Linked DNA regions of Gossypium hirsutum: region 2 is linked to region 1. The links are chromatin contacts, called in public Hi-C maps. All regions are on one chromosome and are shown on one strand. Each heading gives the region's core, a stretch centred on a gene start, on an enhancer-like site or on the middle of the called end of the contact. The rest is flanking DNA. Distances are from core to core; before and after follow the strand shown.

Evidence for each region. Hi-C and Micro-C count contacts between places; a contact is called where the count stands out from the background.
Region 2: a Hi-C map of hypocotyl shows a contact between it and region 1, with 3 times the contacts expected there. The contact joins the promoter of LOC107892426 here to the promoter of LOC107890451 in region 1. A contact is called at or near these places in 8 of 34 Hi-C or Micro-C datasets (callus, hypocotyl and leaf).

What each region holds. Positions count from the first base shown.
Region 1 is chrD09:3,478,813-3,482,066 of Gossypium_hirsutum_v2.1, reverse strand. It overlaps LOC107890451 (cyclic dof factor 1), which reads left to right and starts at 1,588. Exons shown (of 3, transcript XM_016814868.2): 1 at 1,588-1,863; 2 at 2,597-3,080. The coding sequence starts at 1,714.
Region 2 is chrD09:3,679,887-3,683,140 of Gossypium_hirsutum_v2.1, reverse strand. LOC107892426 (E3 ubiquitin-protein ligase RNF181) reads left to right here and starts at 1,801. Exons shown (of 1, transcript XM_016817510.1): 1 at 1,801-2,352. The coding sequence starts at 1,801. The coding sequence ends at 2,352. LOC107890446 (granule-bound starch synthase 2, chloroplastic/amyloplastic) reads left to right here. Exons shown (of 8, transcript XM_016814860.2): 8 at 1-997. The coding sequence ends at 746.

The DNA of each region.
Region 1 (3,254 bases), core at 339-2,838:
TTGTACATCCCTCTTAAGTACTTATTGTCAAATCTTTTTATTATTCTCACTTCAATTCTTTGGTAGAACTAAACACTTGTAAAATCACACCTTTGAGAGGCTTTCATTGTTTACATCTTTACTTGCATTTACAAAAAACTACTTAAGGTTTTTGAGGTATAAAACCTTGAGTAATTTGTAAATGGTTCTAGTTGAGCCACAAAAACTAGGAAGGGATCTAGTTTAGCCATAAAAGCTAGGAGGAAGGGTTCTATCTAAACCTCAAGAAAAAAAAATTGTTGTAAAAGTTATACTTTTTTCTTTGAAAGGTAACAATTTAAGTATAGTGAGTTGAAAAATCCTTGGTTGAGGTATACTAAGGTAGTGAAGGTAAGCAATTGAGGTTTACCTTTGCTCGCGTAACACCCTTAACCCATCTTTGTCATTCGATTAGGGTTACAGAGTATTATCGTAAAAATCGAATCACTTAACATCACCTAAAAATCAATTAACGAATTTAAAATATTAACATTCCGTTCCAACATTGATTCAAAACATAAATACATTTATGGGTCTTAAACTAAGCCTATGAGACCTTAAAAATAGTTCAGGAACAATCAGGGATTGTTTTGAAACAAAACAAAATATTTTGGAAAAACTGAAAACTTTTGGAAACAGGGGTTACACGGCTGTGTGGCTTAAAAACATGGCTATGTGGCCAACCGTGTACAATTAGAAGTATGGGACACATGACCGTGTCCTAACCCGTGTGTCCGCCTGTGTGGGTATTTGAAATAAGGTCACACGATCGTGTCGCAGGCCGTGTGCCAGACCGTGTTTGCATTCGAAGTTTGGTCACACGACCGTGTAACTCTTTGGGACCGTGCGGTTCGTCCTGCACTTAAAATTTAAATGACAAACGGTCGTGTGACAGCCTGTGTGCTCCTAAATAACTCCTAATGCAAGTCATTTCAACACCATTTCTTGCACACCAAACCAAACCATTTCTAAGCACTTTCACACATTAAAAACACAATAAAAAATACCTAAAGTATGCCAAAATCAATCAACCTATATGCCTAACTAATATGCCATCACTTGGCACCACAATTCATATACCAAATCAATTCAATCTCAATGCTAAAAGACTAACATTAAACATAGATCACGTATACTATTTGACTGACCATTTCATTCACATCCCAATTCTATCATAAGTCACCTACTTCGAAAGGGCATGAATAAATGACTAAAGATACATATTTACATGTATTGACAAAATAATATAAAAATACTTATTACATGTCATTTATATTTATTAATAAAGTAATCAAAAATTACCAAAATGATGGACGATAGTATTTATGTGAAATGTATAGTTTAAGTATATGAAAGGTTGCTTTTTTATTTGGAAAAGGAACTACTTGTTGAAAAGGGAAAGATATTTCAAAGCCACAAAGGGGCTTAAGGTTGAGAATTTGCCTTTAACCTGACATGACATACCCATCTTTCCTAAACCGATAAAATTGTTGACTCCACGGGACCAACAACACTTTTTTTTTCTCTTTTAACAAACAAAAAAAATTAGAAATAAAATACATTAAAACACCACAACGGCTCAAACTTGTCAGATATTTTTCTTTTTTTCTTTAAAAAATAAAAATTTCGTTCTAGTTTTTATCCTTTGTTAGAAGATAATTTAGAGAAAAAAAATCCTGAGTAAGGGAATTGAAAATGACGGAACCAAACGACTTGACAATTAAATTATTTGGAAAAACGATTCCTTTGCCTGTGAAATCTCCAAAAGCAGTCGTAGCAGCAACAATATCTAACATTTATGCTACGTGTGATGATGCTTGTAACCATAATAATAATTATAAAAAGGTAAAAGGGATGTTTTTTTTTTGATTCTTTTGTTTTCTGAGAATTTTGAAGGATGCTTATTGTTTAGAACATGGAAATGAACAATGGGTTGGTTTTTGATTCTTAGTTTTCGCTATAACAATGGTTACGGAGGAATTGGTTAAAGTTTCGTTTATGGTTTGAGAAAATTTTAAGTTTTTGAAAGTTGATTGATTTGTAGAATTCCCATTGTTAAGAACATGGAAATGAACAATGGGTTGGTCTTATATATTCTTTTTAGTTGAATTAATCATCATATGCCTTTCTATTATGAAGCTTTCTGGGTGTCTTTTCTTTGAATTTCAAGAGAATTCTCTGCAATTAAATTATGAAAATAATTCATTCTTGAAAGAAATTATAGATATAAATTTAGATAAAAGTAGTGGTTTCTTTGTAACCAATTATGATCCTAATATTTTGTTGCAACATATATTCTTTTAGGACCCTGGCATTAATAAGCTTAGTTGAAAAGCTTTGAATCTTGCCCAACAGTATACTAAATCATCAGTTCTTAAGCAACATTTGGTAATTTCTATTGTAGTTGCAAAATGCTGTGCTTGCTATTGGTGTTAAAACTGGTTCGTCATTTATCAAACAAAATAAAATGGAAAGAAACTGCGTTTAGTACTCTCAAATGATTTGTAATTTGCAGTTGTCTATAGAGTTTATTTAGTATTTTGGTGCTTATGTTTTATTTCCCCTACAAATTATTCAGGACATCGTGACAGATAAAACGATAGACGCCGAGCATGAACTCGGAGATCGAAAGGAGGACCGATCTAAACAGGACGGCACAGCTCCTCTGGTTGCTTCTGAAGAGTTTATGAATTTGGAGGTGACCTATGGGCCTAGTGACAAGCGTGATGCACTTTCTATAGAGAATGAAAGCACTGGTTTAGAAACTTGTAAAACCGATGAAGATCGTAATGAGACAAGTAATCCAGAAGAAAAAACCTTGAAGAAATTGAACAAAGTTCTTCCATGCCCTCGATGCAACAGCATGGATACCAAGTTTTGTTACTACAACAATTACAATGTGAGTCAACCGCGACACTTTTGTAAGAACTGCCAAAGATACTGGACTGCTGGAGGGACGATGAGGAATGTACCGGTGGGCGCTGGACGTCGAAGGAGCAAGAACTCATCCTCCCACTATCGTCACGTGATTGTCTCTGAGCCCCTGCGGAATGCATGTGATGGTACCGTTCTTACCCTTGGCTCAAACACACTCCTTTGTAAATCAAATCAAGTGCTCATAATGGTGGATTCGTAATGGGGTCCACCATTTGATAATGAAACCAATCGGTAATATTATTACCTTTGGCTCCAACACCCCTTTCTGAATCAATGAAATGCTCGTTATGGTGGATTTG
Region 2 (3,254 bases), core at 552-3,051, 200 kb before region 1:
AAAATGATTGGAAGTTGAGGGGAATAGTCAATGGAATCGATACAAAGGAATGGAATCCACAATACGATATTCACCTCAAATCCGATGGTTATACTAACTACTCCTTGGAAACACTGCAAACCGGTAAACCTAAATGCAAGGCCGCGCTACAAAAGGAGCTCGGGTTGCCAGTTCGCGAAGATGTCCCACTGCTCGGCTTTATCGGGAGACTAGATCAACAAAAAGGTGTTGATCTAATTGCCGAGGCAATTCCCTGGATGATAGGCCAAGATGTGCAATTAGTCATGTTAGGCACCGGCAGACCTGACCTAGAACAGATGCTTAGACAGTTTGAAAACGAACATCGTGACAAAGTAAGAGGATGGGTAGGGTTTTCCGTAAAGACAGCTCACCGTATAACAGCCGGGGCTGATATTTTACTCATGCCATCAAGATTTGAACCCTGCGGTCTAAACCAACTATATGCTATGAACTATGGAACAATACCGGTTGTCCATGCAGTCGGTGGACTGAGAGACACAGTGCAGCAGTTCAATCCGTTTGAAGAGTCTGGGGTCGGGTGGACATTTGACAGTGCGGATGCAAGCAAGTTGATACATGCATTAGGTAACTGTTTGTTGACATATCGGCAGTATAAAACAAGTTGGGAAGGGTTGCAAATACGGGGAATGAAGCAAGATTTGAGCTGGGACAATGCAGCTGAGAAGTATGAGGAAGTGCTTGTTGCAGCCAAATATCAGTGGTGAGAGCTCTGTTTGGTCTGATTGAACCCTCTTATCACCTTTTTACCGCAAATTTTGGGTCTTGTTTTAAAATGTTGTATTAATGTTGTATTCCTAGTTATTTGCTCTCTTTTTTGTTGTGCATGTATTGTATCTAACATTGCCAGGGTTCATAGTTAGTCCATAATGCCATGTTTACTGTCTTTATTTTTTCAAAATTTATTAAATAATGTATTTTTATTTTATATAATTAATGTAAAATAATATTATGTGAATTTACACTTATTTTTTTGATAATTAGAATATTACAACAACAATAAGATCAAACCGTAGAACTATGAATGGAAATAATAAGCAATTCTAACATTTTGAAGCTTCTTTTTTTTTTATCCTAATCGGAGTATCTATTGTCGATAGTAGTAGTAGTGACTAGTATAAAATTATAACTAAATATTTTTTAAAGTATAATGAATGGATAATTTAACATGGATATAGAGGACAACTAGTTTGATTCTCGTGTGATGTACAAATGATTATATTTAATATGAAATATATTTTTAATTCTTTATTTTTATTTAAAAATAATGTTTGATAATATTAACCAAATGGATTAATTACTCTTATTTGGATTAAGATTAAAATTTTAAAATTTAAAATATATAAAAACTAAAATTGATTGAAGTAAAGTATAAAGATTAAATCCACAATTTTTACAAAATATAAAGACTAATAAAATTGGTCAAATATATATTTTTGGGTAAATTACACCATTAAACACTAAATTTTAAGTCCTTTAACTAAAAAAAAAGTTACAATTTGATTACTAATTATTTTAAAAAAAAACTAAGGCCATAAATGAGTCAAAAATAAGAGAAAATACATGAATAAAATAGAAACTTCTAGAATCTATTTTACGTAATTTCATATACGAAATCATCAAACATCCTGGAATCCCGAACTTTCCAGGCATTTCGATTCCTTTTATAAAAATCTTCTCTTCCTTCACATTTTTTTTTCAATTCAAAGTTTTCTCTTTCTTCTTCTTAGAGATTCTTTAAGCTTCTCTGATTTTCCTAGTATGGCGGAAGCTCCTACGCCGACCCAACAGCCTCGTCCTGTCGTTTACGTAGTTTTCCAGATCGGCGGCGTAGGAGTCGTCAGCGAAAATAAACTTGGGCCGGCGCCAGCTTCCAAAGATTCCATAGAAGCAATGCCGAGGATAAAAGTGAAAGAGAGTGGCAATGATTGTTGTGTTTGTTTGGAAGAGTTCGAAGTTGAAGAAGAAGCAAGGGAGATGCCATGTAAGCATGTGTTCCATTCGGGTTGTATTGAGAAGTGGTTGTTGATCCATGGGTTATGCCCGGTTTGTCGATTCTTGATGCCGCCTGAGACGGCTGAAATAGGAGGTGGTGAGGGTAATGGTGGCCGGCGAAGAATGGAGGGTGGGGAGATCAATGGTTTGGAAATTGTACAGTCGGTTTTTGCTTTTGCTAGCTTGGCTAGCATGATGGGTATGATGGGTTGGGGTCGGGCTTTCCGTCAACCTGATTCGGGTCAAGTTGATGATGATAGGTCTTCCAATTGCAACACGGATGATACGCCTTCCAATCAAAACACGGATAGCAATTGACGCATCCTTTTTTTTCTGCATTGTACCTAAAGAAATATTTTTTAACCCACTAAATTGTATATTAAAAGTAAAAAAGAATTTATTTACTGTACTTTCGTAACTTATCTAAAAGCATATATTTGATAATTGAATTTTTTTTAATCTAGTTGCTACTTAATTTGTATTTCATCATCTCACTTGATAGTAATTTATATTAACGTGAGATTGATAATCATGATAGTCATGATGGCGTTAACTTTTCTAATACATCCTAAATTAAAAAATATATAAATTAGAAAATTTTCATATCAATATTTAAATCCATTCAACCTTTTGAACCAAATTCTCAAACAACCATAATCATAGTGGATTGAAATGAAACAAGTAGAAAAATATATGATTGATTAGTATTTTTTACAACTTTTTTTTTAAATTATTTTGAGTTTTATGATTTTACTCAACATCTCCACAACACTTCCTACAAATATTTGGGCATTACTTTTTGTGGGCAACCCCTTAACTAAATCACTTGGGGTGTTGAATATTATTTGAGAACTCTCAAGTATCACTTCTCGTTAATGTTACTTAGAGAAACTCTTTAAGGGGACTTCTCAGAGTCAAGTTGTGTAGAGTTATGACACCAATTATAAAATCTTATTTGACATAATTGACAACTTATCCAATCGTCACCCTAATTATCTTGTCCTTATCTAAACTTAGTATATTAGGCCAATTTGCTTTACCACCTTTAGTCACCTATAGCTGAACCACATGTGACATATTAGGATCCAAGCCTATAAGCCAACACTTCATCCCAAAAAGGTCTCTCTCTCTCCACTAATTAAACTCAAGAATATCTTCCAACCACTACCAACGACCCTCAACCTTACTTGAAGCCAAGTAAATCATTTATCCCCATCACA